Regions from separate parts of the Drosophila melanogaster genome. Here regions 1 and 3 are each linked to region 2. A link is a contact called in public Hi-C and HiChIP or PLAC-seq data. All regions are on one chromosome and are shown on one strand. The core of a region is the stretch at or near the end of the contact, and the rest is flanking DNA. Distances in the headings are between cores, read along the strand shown. Region 1 holds the start of sqh (spaghetti squash). Region 2 holds the start of CG3726. Region 3 holds the start of schlank (schlank,).

What was found. Hi-C and Micro-C count contacts between places; a contact is called where the count stands out from the background. HiChIP or PLAC-seq counts read pairs in DNA pulled down with a chosen protein or histone mark.
Region 1: a Psq HiChIP or PLAC-seq map of the Kc167 cell line shows a contact between it and region 2, with 6 times the contacts expected there. The contact joins the promoter of sqh here to the promoter of CG3726 in region 2. A contact is called at or near these places in 10 of 107 Hi-C or Micro-C datasets (the Kc167 cell line, the S2 cell line, embryo and 3 more) and 1 of 6 datasets of contacts at active chromatin or transcription factors (the Kc167 cell line).
Region 3: a Hi-C map of the Kc167 cell line shows a contact between it and region 2, with 2.0 times the contacts expected there. The contact joins the promoter of schlank here to the promoter of CG3726 in region 2. A contact is called at or near these places in 6 of 107 Hi-C or Micro-C datasets (the D17-c3 cell line, the Kc167 cell line, embryo and 2 more) and 1 of 6 datasets of contacts at active chromatin or transcription factors (the Kc167 cell line).

What each region holds. Positions count from the first base shown.
Region 1 is chrX:6,223,192-6,227,092 of dm6, forward strand. sqh (spaghetti squash) reads right to left here and starts at 1,949. Exons shown (of 3, transcript NM_078502.3): 1 at 1,816-1,949; 2 at 394-925; 3 at 1-320. The coding sequence starts at 813. The coding sequence ends at 216. dtn (detonator) reads left to right here and starts at 2,745. Exons shown (of 13, transcript NM_001298003.1): 1 at 2,745-3,029; 2 at 3,249-3,541; 3 at 3,609-3,901. The coding sequence starts at 2,984.
Region 2 is chrX:5,915,733-5,919,379 of dm6, forward strand. CG3726 reads left to right here and starts at 1,365. Exons shown (of 7, transcript NM_001297988.1): 1 at 1,365-1,895. Shmt (Serine hydroxymethyl transferase) reads right to left here and starts at 1,065. Exons shown (of 4, transcript NM_132050.2): 1 at 819-1,065; 2 at 531-747. The coding sequence starts at 737.
Region 3 is chrX:6,265,026-6,268,979 of dm6, forward strand. schlank (schlank,) reads right to left here and starts at 2,203. Exons shown (of 7, transcript NM_167063.3): 1 at 1,979-2,203; 2 at 1,382-1,692. The coding sequence starts at 1,566. Spt6 (Spt6,) reads left to right here and starts at 2,772. Exons shown (of 6, transcript NM_143705.3): 1 at 2,772-2,920; 2 at 3,082-3,166; 3 at 3,742-3,947. The coding sequence starts at 2,882.

The sequences.
Region 1 (3,901 bases), core at 699-3,198, 310 kb after region 2:
GTACATAACAATCGCTGGTGTTGGCTACTTTTTGTTTAATTCAAATGCACGGATAAGTACAGGATTATCAGGAATCAAAGAACAGAAGGCGCGAAACCAAAAAAAAAAAATATTTATACTTGTATATATTAAATTATCAAAACGAAACTCATGATGGATAGTTTGGACAGGCTGATTGGAGAGGCAGCTGGCTAGTGAATCGACTGCTGGCGATCTTACTGCTCATCCTTGTCCTTGGCACCGTGCTTAAGGATGCGCGTGAATTCGAGGTAGTCGAACAGACCGTTTTTGATGGGCGCCTCCCGATACATCTCGTCCACCTGTGAATGTAAATGGAAAAGAAGTTGTAAGGGCACACTCCGACTTGATATCGTAAACAACTTGACAACATACATCCTCGTCTGTGAACCGATCACCCATGGTGGTCAGCAGCTCCCTCAGGCGATCCTCGGGCAGGACGCCCATATTCTCCTCGTCGAAGCAGCCGAAGGCGTTCTTGATCACATCCTCGGGATCGGTGCCCTGCAGCCGCTCGCCGAAGAGCGTGAGGAACATGGTGAAGTTGATGGGCCCGGGCGCCTCGTTCATCATGCCATCGAGATAGTCGTCCGTTGGGTTCTTGCCCAGCGAGGCCAGCATGTCGTGCAGATCCTCCTTCTCGACGAAGCCATCACGGTTCTGGTCGATCATGTTGAATGCCTCCTTGAACTCGGCAATCTGCGCCTGATCGAACATGGCGAACACATTGGAGGTGGCGCGTTGGGCGCGCTTCTTGGTGGTGGCGCGACGTCCGGCGGTCTTACGGGATGACATGGTTGCTGTTGGATTGGTGGTTCTGATGCGGTTAATGGAGCTAAATGGAGCCGGCCTATGGAGCTGGTGGCACTAGTGCTTCGCGCTGGAGTGATGTGTGTGCGGCGTGGATCTGAAATCGAAAAACGCCGACTCACATTAGCATTTCGTTGGCCGGGTATGTATTTATGGCTATATATAGACATATTGCAGCGAATTCCGCTGAAACCGATTTTCATTGCTCCCCAAACAAACTGTGTCAACATACAGTGGACGCTCGCTACAGTGAGTACACCATGCATATGCTTATCACAACGGAAAGAACATCTTATTGCTGCTCTTTAAGGTTTTTTAAGGAATGAAGGTTTGGCCATTGCCTAAAATGGGCGAACTACAAATTATATTTATAAATAAATAGTTTTAATACAGTTTTAGGCCAGAAAGGATAATGCAAAAGCAGTTCGATGGCTCCATGCTTCCGCTACAGTTACAAGTCCACCTTATCGGGCGCCCACTGTGAGTACGACTCATGCACGCACACATGCGCAGCTCTCTGAGTCACTCGCGCAAACGAAAATGACACGTATGGGAGTTTCGCTCTCGCTCTGCGCCAGTGCGTGCATGTGTATGCGAGTTTATCAATGCTGTTGAACTGCGGTTAACAAAAACAACATCGCACACGTATTTGGCTCATTGAAAACATTCTCACACACACTGGCACACGCATTTCAATTAAAGCCTTAAAAGGCCAGAAAAAAACCGCAGTTGAAGCACCCAAATTCACTCGAGAACTCAAGTTGGGCCAAATGTTTGCGACTTCGTTGATTTATCACTTTCGAATGGACATTTAAATGGAATTATAGCACAAAAACAATTGTTTTCATTTGCGCGCTGCCGACGCTGACTCATACGCATACACTAACACACACGCACACTCACATAGGGCAGCGCCCTTTGGGAGTTCAGTTCGTTTATTTTATCGAATATGATTGCTTGATTACGCCTGATTTGATTCATACTCACAGCTGCCGAATGCCGAGTGTTTAATACTATCGAAGTTTCGTTAATGCAACTTTCGACCAGCTGCACTTTTGTCTTTTATAATTTCGGTTCGACGAGAAGGCCAAGTGTGACCAGCATAGAGGCGGTTTCAATTTATCAGAAAATACCGCAGAATATGCTAAAAATTACTGTGCAAAAGTGCTAATTGTTGGAGCTCCTAAAATAAATAAATATTAAGACTATAAATTATATTATAAAATATAAAATTATATTACAAATGTGAATACTACTGAGACTAGGACCATGGCTATTAGAATCCTAAAAACCTATTGTCAGTTGTGCTACCAGATCTTGTTTTAAAATATTCGTTCCTAAGAAGCTCTTTTCTTGTAGAATCTAAAGTTTCTCAAAAAATTTTCTTAAGCAATCCCAATTAATTTTATTTTTCTTTATTCTTCACTGTCAAACATGGTATTTTTTTTTTTTTGGTATTAACTTTTTGAATTGCCCGCGTTCTGATTGGAGTTTCAGGAGTATGCGCACAGTCTGGCAGCCCCATATTACAGCACTTCCAAATACGGTAGTACCACTATCTTAGGATATTGTTTTCAATACGGTATGGACACACTGCAAAGTGTTTGGAATGTTCGATATTTGTGTAAAATTCTGAGAGACCTGAATGAAAAGAGGCATGCATTAGGGCGTCGAACGAGGGATTTTCCAGCCCAGCAGATCCTTGCCAGCGCGTGAAAAGCGAGTCGAGTGAAAAATCGAATCGATTGGCACGGTTGCGGTCCAATTAATTTCGAACTGAACTGCGCGATTTGCAGGAGAAGATGTGTCTATACCTGCATGTGCATGTGTATCTGTGTGTGAGGTGGCCCACGGCTGTGTGTGTGAGCAGCGTGTGAGTGTGTGTTGGTGTGTGGGTGTGTGGGCACACTGGAAAGAATCAATAAAGGATGTGCTGCGGATTGCTGAGCGAGAAAAAAGGACGAAAAGTGCTAGCCAGCGCGAATTAACGGTTGACTTTTGGCACGATTAACGGAATAACGGTCAAATAAGCCACACAAGCGAGAGAACAGTGAAAATAACGAAAGTGCGGGCACAGTTAATTAGCAAATTAACGAGTGGGTGGGCACAGGATTTCAGGATTTCGATATATTTTGGATTCCTGCACACGAACAAGATGATGAGATACTGCCTCATAATTGCTTTGCAGCTGTCGTTGGCATGTAAGTATCAAATAAAGTTTCCAAACCCAGGGGGGTGGTACAAAAAAAGCGATGGAGTGGGAGGAGGGAGTAAGCCAGTGGGAGGGGGATAAAGGAGGAGTGGGTGACCTCCGGGTTTAAGAAAATCCCCAACCCCTATGTTACCATTACCAAAATTCAACTAATTGACTCCTTCATCTACTCCCAACCCATAACAAATCCATGCCGAATCCTCGCCAGACTCCGTGGAGGTGCACTTCGAGGCGCCGGACAGCGGCTTCTTTCTGAAGCACGCCCGCCAACCACCTGTGACGCCGGAGATCGCCAATGTGCAGACATCCTCGGCGGTGCCGCCGTTACGGCAACGATCCTCCTATGATTCCGTGTTATCTCTGGACAGATTCACTGTGGTCGAGACCACGCAGCCGGTGTCCATACGCGCCAGCTATGGACCGTTTTCCACGAAACAAACGGTGCCAGCCCGCTACATTGTGCCGGACACAATGGACAGCCAGTCGGGCGATTATATGAACGTGAGTTATCCCCAAATCCTGGCAAGCAACAAAAGGACGCCTTGTCATACCACTTTCTCTCCCACAGAATGCCACTCTACTGGAGCTCCAGCAGCCAAATATGCACCTGGACATATCCGCCCATTTGGTTCGCTCCAGTGTATCGCAGGATGCTCCCGTGCTTCGGGTACTATTCCACGCCGGAGCCGATCCGGGTGGTCATTTGCAGCGCCAGAAGGTCTGTGTACTCCTGCACGTGGCGATGGGTTCGGAGCAGCCGCTCAAAGGACGCTGCATGCCGGAGGGCGAGGACGGTGTCTGCGTAGCCGAAGTGGTCGTGCCCCTGGGCTGGTGGCCCCAGCTGCCGGCGCCCACACAAGA
Region 2 (3,647 bases), core at 115-2,614:
AAATATTTAGACAAGTGCAAACGAGAATGACAACAACAATGCTCGATAGGGCGCAAACAGCCGAGAAATTCGAGTAGGCCCAAAAACGAGTTTCAGGCCGAGGTAGCGAATGTGAATCAAAAAGATTCAAACTTGGCGCATGGCGACGTTTTGAATACACTAACAGTACACTGATACAAATACGGTACATATATGTACATATGCTATAAGATCTCAATTAAACTACACATGTACATAGGTACTTAACAATGATACTACTATAAACAACACTTTCAGCGGATCGATGGCATGCCATCCACGTAGGGATAGTGCAGTGTGGGAACACATGGCTGAATGAAACGCATGAAGCACATGGCGATTAGCCGGGCATGCCAGGAGCCGCAAATGGAAGCGAAACACAAACTTTCTGAGCACCGCGATCACTGCAAGAATTAAAGGCAATCGAAATGCGAGTCCCCCAAATGGTTCAATTAGCCACACTTTTTCCACCCTCCCCTTCACTTTGCCTGGGACTTTCCCGGCGAACTCACCTTCAAAGTGCTCTGCTTGGAGTCCGAATATCGTCTGATCGCCGGTAAGAATGGCGTTGGTGATGGTTGTTTTTTGGCGGCGATGCGAGTTAAAGCTCCGCTAAGCTTTCCAGTCTCGAAGTTAACCGGGTTGCCAACTTTGGTGTTCAGGTCCCGACTAAGGCAAAACCGAAGCTTTTGTGTCAGTGTAGAGCGCGCCCGCTGCATGTCTTTGTAACTGTAATAAGCAGAATTTTATAGATTTTAGTGGATGTTTTTCAACAATCCTTGGTAATTATTAGTACTCACACGGCTGCGTTCGAATCGGAACTGCCGCAAAGTGAGAAGAGTCGCCGGCGCTGAGATGACGCCGCCGCTGGCTGATAAGCGATAACGATAACCCGTGACCCCTGACCGACCCAGTGATAAGTCCGCCCAAGAGTTCCGACCCGATCGCTGCGCTATCTCTTGGCCAGCATCCAAAATATTCGACACCGAAAATACAACGAAGCGAAAACACGCGTTACGTTGGTAAACAACATTTACCAGGCTAACAGATATCAGCTGTTTGGGTAGTTGGATCGCTGGATTTAGAAGCTTTTGGCGCCGTCTGGCAACGCTAGCGATAGCTACCAATTCTTGTATAAATATTTACAATTTGTGGAAATGTTAAGCGTGTGTGCCTCTTCAATTAATATTAACACTTTATTTTATATCATAATATGCGTTTCTCTCAATCCCTTAAAATGTACGTAGTTATCAAACGCGCGATAACGTTAAGGCATTTAAAGTACCCGCCAAATTGCTGGTACTGCGAACCGGTTTAAGTTGCCAACCGATTGGGAGAGTGCAACATCTCTCTCCAGCAACATTGCTGCCAGCCAAAGTCTATATAAGCAACAACGAAAGTTCAATTCTTTTCACTCAAAAATCCGTCTCCTCCGCGGTACGTTTCACTTCGCTGCGCCGCTAAAAGAAAATTCCTGGAAAATATTAACAAACACATGAGCCTAACATTCTTAACAATTCCAAAACAGAACATTTATTTTTGGTGAATTTCCTGACAATTTAGTGGTTAGTGTTTAATGTTAAAACATTGCTGTGCGCATTTACCGTTATCCGCTCGCAAGGCAAAAGAAAAAGCGCGCGTTTTGAATTCGCTGTTTCGCATTATTTTTTTTTATGTTAAAAAACAAAATATAGAAATGAAACAAAAATGGCAAGCCAGAAATTAAATGAATGAATGAATTTTTTTCGACACAATTCTGCTGCGTGTGCAATTCGATTCGAATAACAAAACAAAAAGCATAAAGGAAAAGTAAAAGAAATTCGAGGGGGGAAAAAAACGCCAAAAGAAAAGATAGCGCGAAAAGTCATAAAGAAAAGGTGAGAAAACAAATTATTTATTTCATGTGCTAAAAAGACACGCAAAACGAACGTCGTTTTATTTTTAGCCAAACAAAAGTTGTGTGTTATTTGTGCGATTTTCTGTTTTTGTTCGCCGCTCTCCCCTTGTTTTTTATCGTTTTTGTTTTTCAATCATATATTTTGTGCTTCTTTTTTTTTTTGCATGTTTTGTTTTGTGCGTGCTCTTTTTTGTTGAATGCAAAAAGGCGAACAAAATATTACGATAAAAATTCCGTTGTTCTCGCCGAAGGTTTCCGGGTTTGTTGACTTTGCCAGCTGAATATTCGAAATTGACATAAATAATAATCGCATGCAATTATTGTAAACAATTGTTTTTCGCTCAGGAAACGATTGGCGCTTTTTCTTCGCTTATTGTAATTGTTGCTGCCAACTAATCGCCAAGATAAAAATGAAAAAAGAGGGGAAAAAACCTACAGAGTTGCAAAAAATTAATTAAATTCATAGGCCAGTAATTTACATTTTTTGTGTGATTTTTTCGCTTTTTTTGTAGTTTTTGTCTAAGCTTGATAATTAGGGTTTTTTGCGGGCTGTTGTTTATCTGCTACAGTTGTACCCAAAATAATAGTCGATGCTTAAAAATGTTTACAAAAAATGTAAATTTTTGTGGCGCTTCAAATAGCTTTACTACGATTTCGAACACAATTGTATATCTTAAGTTTTGGGGCTATTTTTTGTGCTGGTTTTAAATTTTGGTTTATCGGTTTTTGTTATTTCTGTGGCTTTTAGTTTTCTTCTTCACCTGTTTAGCCTTATTTTTTGTTGTCGATTTCGGCTTATTTGTTTTTAGTTTTTTGTTGCACTATTTGAATGCGAGTTTTTTTGTTGTTGAGAGAGGCATTTCCGCCTTTATGGCAAAAGCAATTTACAATTTGCAATTTACTTTTCTCTCGTTTTTTTGCTGTATGGCAATTCATTTTTACAACTTTAATTATATGAACAAAAACTGCAAAACATGAACGGCAAAAATTAAAATTGCAAATCGCATTTGAGTGACGTCGCCGTCAACGTTTCTCCTTCCTTTTGTTTTTGTCGGCTGTTTTATTCGGTTTTTTGTTTTCACAGCGGCATTCGCCTGCGCAAAAAAAAATAAAACAGCGAATCAGTGTGTGGAAGATTGTGTGGAGGGGGGGCAGAGAGCGAGAGAGAGAGAGAGGAAGAGAGCGTATCAGGAGCGAATCTGGAAATTTTTGAACCAAGCTACCGATTTGCAAGAAGAACATGAAGTTAACAAAATATATAGGTTATTGAGCAACAAAATTACGTAAAACATTTAAGATATTTAATGGCACTTAACTCGAATATTTACCCCCTGATCCGGCCCTGGCTTCTGTGCGCTAGTGTTGGTGTGCGTGAGTGCTCTCTCTCTCGTTCGCTGCTCTCTGCTCCCCATCTTCATCGACCCCCCACCACCCGCCTTCGCCCCACTCACACACATTTCAATTACATGTGAAACGCGTGCTCCAAATTTCAAGTTCATTGTCCAAAAACAAATCAGAACAAAAGCGATAACAAACAAGCAAGCCAAAGGCAAAAAAACAAGGGCAGGTCAGCATCCGACGTGCCACGCCCCCAAATTTGGAATATATACATACATATATGCATATATGTTCATATACATACCTATGGACATAATTAATTAATTTATAAATGTGGGAGAAACGCTTAAATAAAGCCTAAAATTAGTCTAAAACTACAACGATTGATATTCCA
Region 3 (3,954 bases), core at 953-3,452, 350 kb after region 2:
GCTGAAAATGGAATGAAAACAAGAGTCACAGTTCGAATTCTATAAGATGAACCCACAGCTTAGGTCAGGTTAAAATATTTTGGAATTTGGATTAGATAACTGGCGATATTAGCGAGGCTCAACAGCACTGTCACTGTCACTGTCCTGCAGGGCAGATGATGATGATGATAATGATGCTCAGAATTTGGACTCCAGTCCGCTGGACTTGCTGCTGGCAATTTATGTCAAATTAAGGGCAGCCAAAAACATTGCAAAATATGAGAATTACAACTCCGCCACATGCAAATGCCAGTGCACGCGAACCGCACACACGAACTTTGCCGCTCGTTCGAATATTCACAGCCATATATTTACGTATGTATGTATGTATGTATGCATAGTTGAAGCCAAATGCGACGCGCTGGTTAATTGGCCTGAAAAGCGACCAAAATGCCAGCGGCTCACAGTGGGTCAAACAGGCGTGGAAATTTGGCATTTCAAAACATTTTCGCACTTTAATTGCAATAAAATATTTGTGAATATGGATTTTCCTGTACGAAACTTAGTTATCTCGCACTGTGCAAATGCAGCAGTGGTTTTCCTTGAAGTCGTTAAAAAGTCTGAACAAACATGGTTTTCATATCGTTGACTTTCTTATTATTGACAAGTCAATAAATATCCGTTTTTTGGCTTGGATATATTTATGAAAAATACTTCCTACAATTGGCCAATTGATTAACTATGTATTTGCCCCACTGTGCCAGTTTTGATCCCAATTTCTCAGCGGGCCATACAATCATAAAAAAAAACCGCATGGAGCTGACTATAAACAAATATATATGTATGTGCATATATATATGTATGTATGTTTCCCCTTTGACTAAACAATTAGTAGGAACTTGAAGATGGAGTGGGGCTAATATTTTGTGGGAAATTCGTTGCCGGCTGGCTGGAAACTGCAGCCGGCGTCGCTTGGAAAGGGAAAACTTCGAGTTGCAGCAACAAAAAACGCGTGTATGCCGCACAAACCGCACACAAGCAAACAAGCGCTGTTTCACACACACACACATATATATATATATTTACACGGACGCTTGCAGAATGTTGGGCGTTTCCACGTGAGGTTATGTTTGTCGATAAAAAAAAAATGAAATGAAATGGAGAAAAGAAGGAATTATGAATAAAGTTTACTGTACATGGTGCAACAAACGTGGGGCGGTGGGCTTACTCAATGGTAAGGAGAGCGAGAAAGAGCGGGAGAGAGCGAGGGAAAGCCGTATGAATGGGGTTAGAGAAAGAGGCGGAATGGAATCATGTTGCCGGGAATGGCGAGAATGGAAAGGGAGTCAGTCAGTTGGTTGGGAAGAGTGCGGAGGGGGGAAAATGGACGTGGAAAACTTACCGCTCCAGCGTGTAGCGGACCAGCATGACAACAGCGGCGAATGGAATGGGCCATATGAGGTCCTTGTAGTTGGCGTGCACCACATCTGGACGCGAGCCGGGCGCAATGTCCGCCCAGGTTGTGTTCGGCGGCAGCCAAATGTGCGTACTCCAGAATACATTGCTGAACTCATTCAATATGTCCATGTTGCTGCTTCAGTTGCCGCTTCTTAATTTCTCAATTGTTTGTTTTCTTTTTCTTGGTTTTCCTTTGCTTAGCTTTCCAGTTTTTCCTTGGCGTTTGTTGTCACATATGTATATGCTTTGCTTTTTCTAAATATTCGCAATTGTATGAGCCTGTGTTATTGTGCCTTGCGAACAACAGCAACAATAACAGCAAGAACAACAATAAGCGACAACAACAGCAACAAGAACAACAACAGGAGCACCGGACACTAATGCACACTCACAGCGTAGCACAAACACACACTGGCAAAAAAACAAAAACCGCCGAATCGAATTGTTGTTGTCTTGTCTCGTTAACTTGCGCTTATGGCTTTTCTAATTCTACTTCTATTTCTATTTGGATTTCGATTTAATTCGTTTTTGGAAATGCTACCTTTGCCGTTTGTTTGGGAGCGTAAATGAAGTGAAGTTCCCTGACAATCTGTTCTCGACCAAAGCAATAGACTTTCTGAATTTCGGCTCGGTGTCGAGTCGGCCGCCGCTCGTTTCGTCCACTTAAACTTTCAGGATGAACGAAAAAAAATACTAATAGTATTTCCTCGTCGAGCAACAACAATACAGTGTGCCCAGAGACGGCGGAGCAGTAAATGTAACTGCAGCGCGACAAGTGTGCCCGTGTACGGGAAGACAAGGAAAGCCAGCAAAAATAAGGCTTTAGAAGCTACACAAAATACCAAATGCACTAATAATTTTAAAGAACTTTTAATTCACAAGTTTGCGAATTTTGTTTATTGCTTATTATTATTATTGTTCATTACGTTTACCACTAGTTTTTGAGAGAAATTATTATGCGCTACAATTAGTGTTGGTTTTTCGGTAAGAACTCATAAAAGTCAACTATGTAAAGGAAGTATGCCATGGACTATAATGGAAATTAGCAAACTTCATCGTTGAGACCAAAGGGCATATGTGTGTTCCCATATAGGGGAATTTTCCCGCTTATCAATACAAGTATGTGTGCAAAATTCTTGTCCAATTGTTGTCAGCACATGAAAACGGATAACTAACCATAGGTTATAGGAAGGATCCACTGTAGTTCTGCAATGCAAACCAGGGCTGGCAGCGAGAACACTGCTGTAAGCTAACAGCAAACTGTACTGTAAACAGTAGAAAACTGTTCGTGGTATTTAGTATTTAGCTAGTATTTTAATACCAACTTTTGTGCAATGCGATGAGAAATAAAGAAGAAGAGAAGAGGAAGAAACGCTCACAAACTCTTCGTTTCTCTGCATTAATACGCACTTTATTATTAAGTTAAGCTTTATTCCATTATATTATGGCCGAATTTCTGGACTCCGAGGCCGAGGAATCGGAGGTAGGTGTCTGCGGAACCCCAAAAACACTATTTCTAGAAGCGCGTACCGTTCGTGCGTCGTTATGTGTGCGGTGTGCGTTGCGCCTTGCGTGTGTGTACATACATATGTGCCTACATATATATTGAATTAACCAAATGGCTTTTCTTCGTTTTTCCCGCAGGAGGAGGAAGAATTGGACGTCAACGAGCGCAAGAGACTCAAGAAACTGAAGGCGGCCGTCTCCGATAGTAGCGAAGAAGAAGAAGGTGAGTTTTTCCACTGGAGCCGCTGAAGGCGCGTACAAATACATACATACATACATACGTATGTGGCGATCTCTGGCGGGTTTTTCACCCCTCTCACCATCCATCGATCGGAACAGTCCATATCCGGGATAAAGGCACCTATAACTGGCCAATGCCACACGCTTGCAACTTCTTTTGTTTACAACTTTGAGGTTAGGTCTTGTGTTTTTACCGTGCTACCGTGGCCATCAAATATCAGCATCAGCAGTAGCAATAGCAGCAGCAACAACAACAAACAGCTGCGCTCGTTCCAGTAAATAAAACAAGTGCGGCGAATTGGAAGAACGCGGCGTATTCCAAGAAATTGCAAATCAAAGCAGGGAGGGAGAATTAGTTCAATAGATGGAGCTGGAATAATCAATGGTTAGGGCTTATCTATATCGAAATCTAGGTAATTTATCAAATGTAGGTCTTTCTCAAAACCGGGTGAATTACTTAAATTTAAGCTTTAAAAACAGTTTTCAGTTGCATATGTATATCTGCGGCTACAATGAAGGTAAAAGGTAAACCGATATTCTTATTGCCCTATTCCGTAGACGACGAGGAACGGCTGCGCGAAGAGCTCAAAGATCTGATCGACGACAATCCCATCGAGGAGGACGATGGCAGTGGTTACGATTCCGATGGCGTCGGCAGCGGCAAGAAGCGCAAAAAGCACGAGGACGACGATCTGGACGATCGACTGGAGGACGACGACTACGATCTTATCGAGGAGAATCTGGGCGTCAAAGTCGAGAGACGGGTAGGTG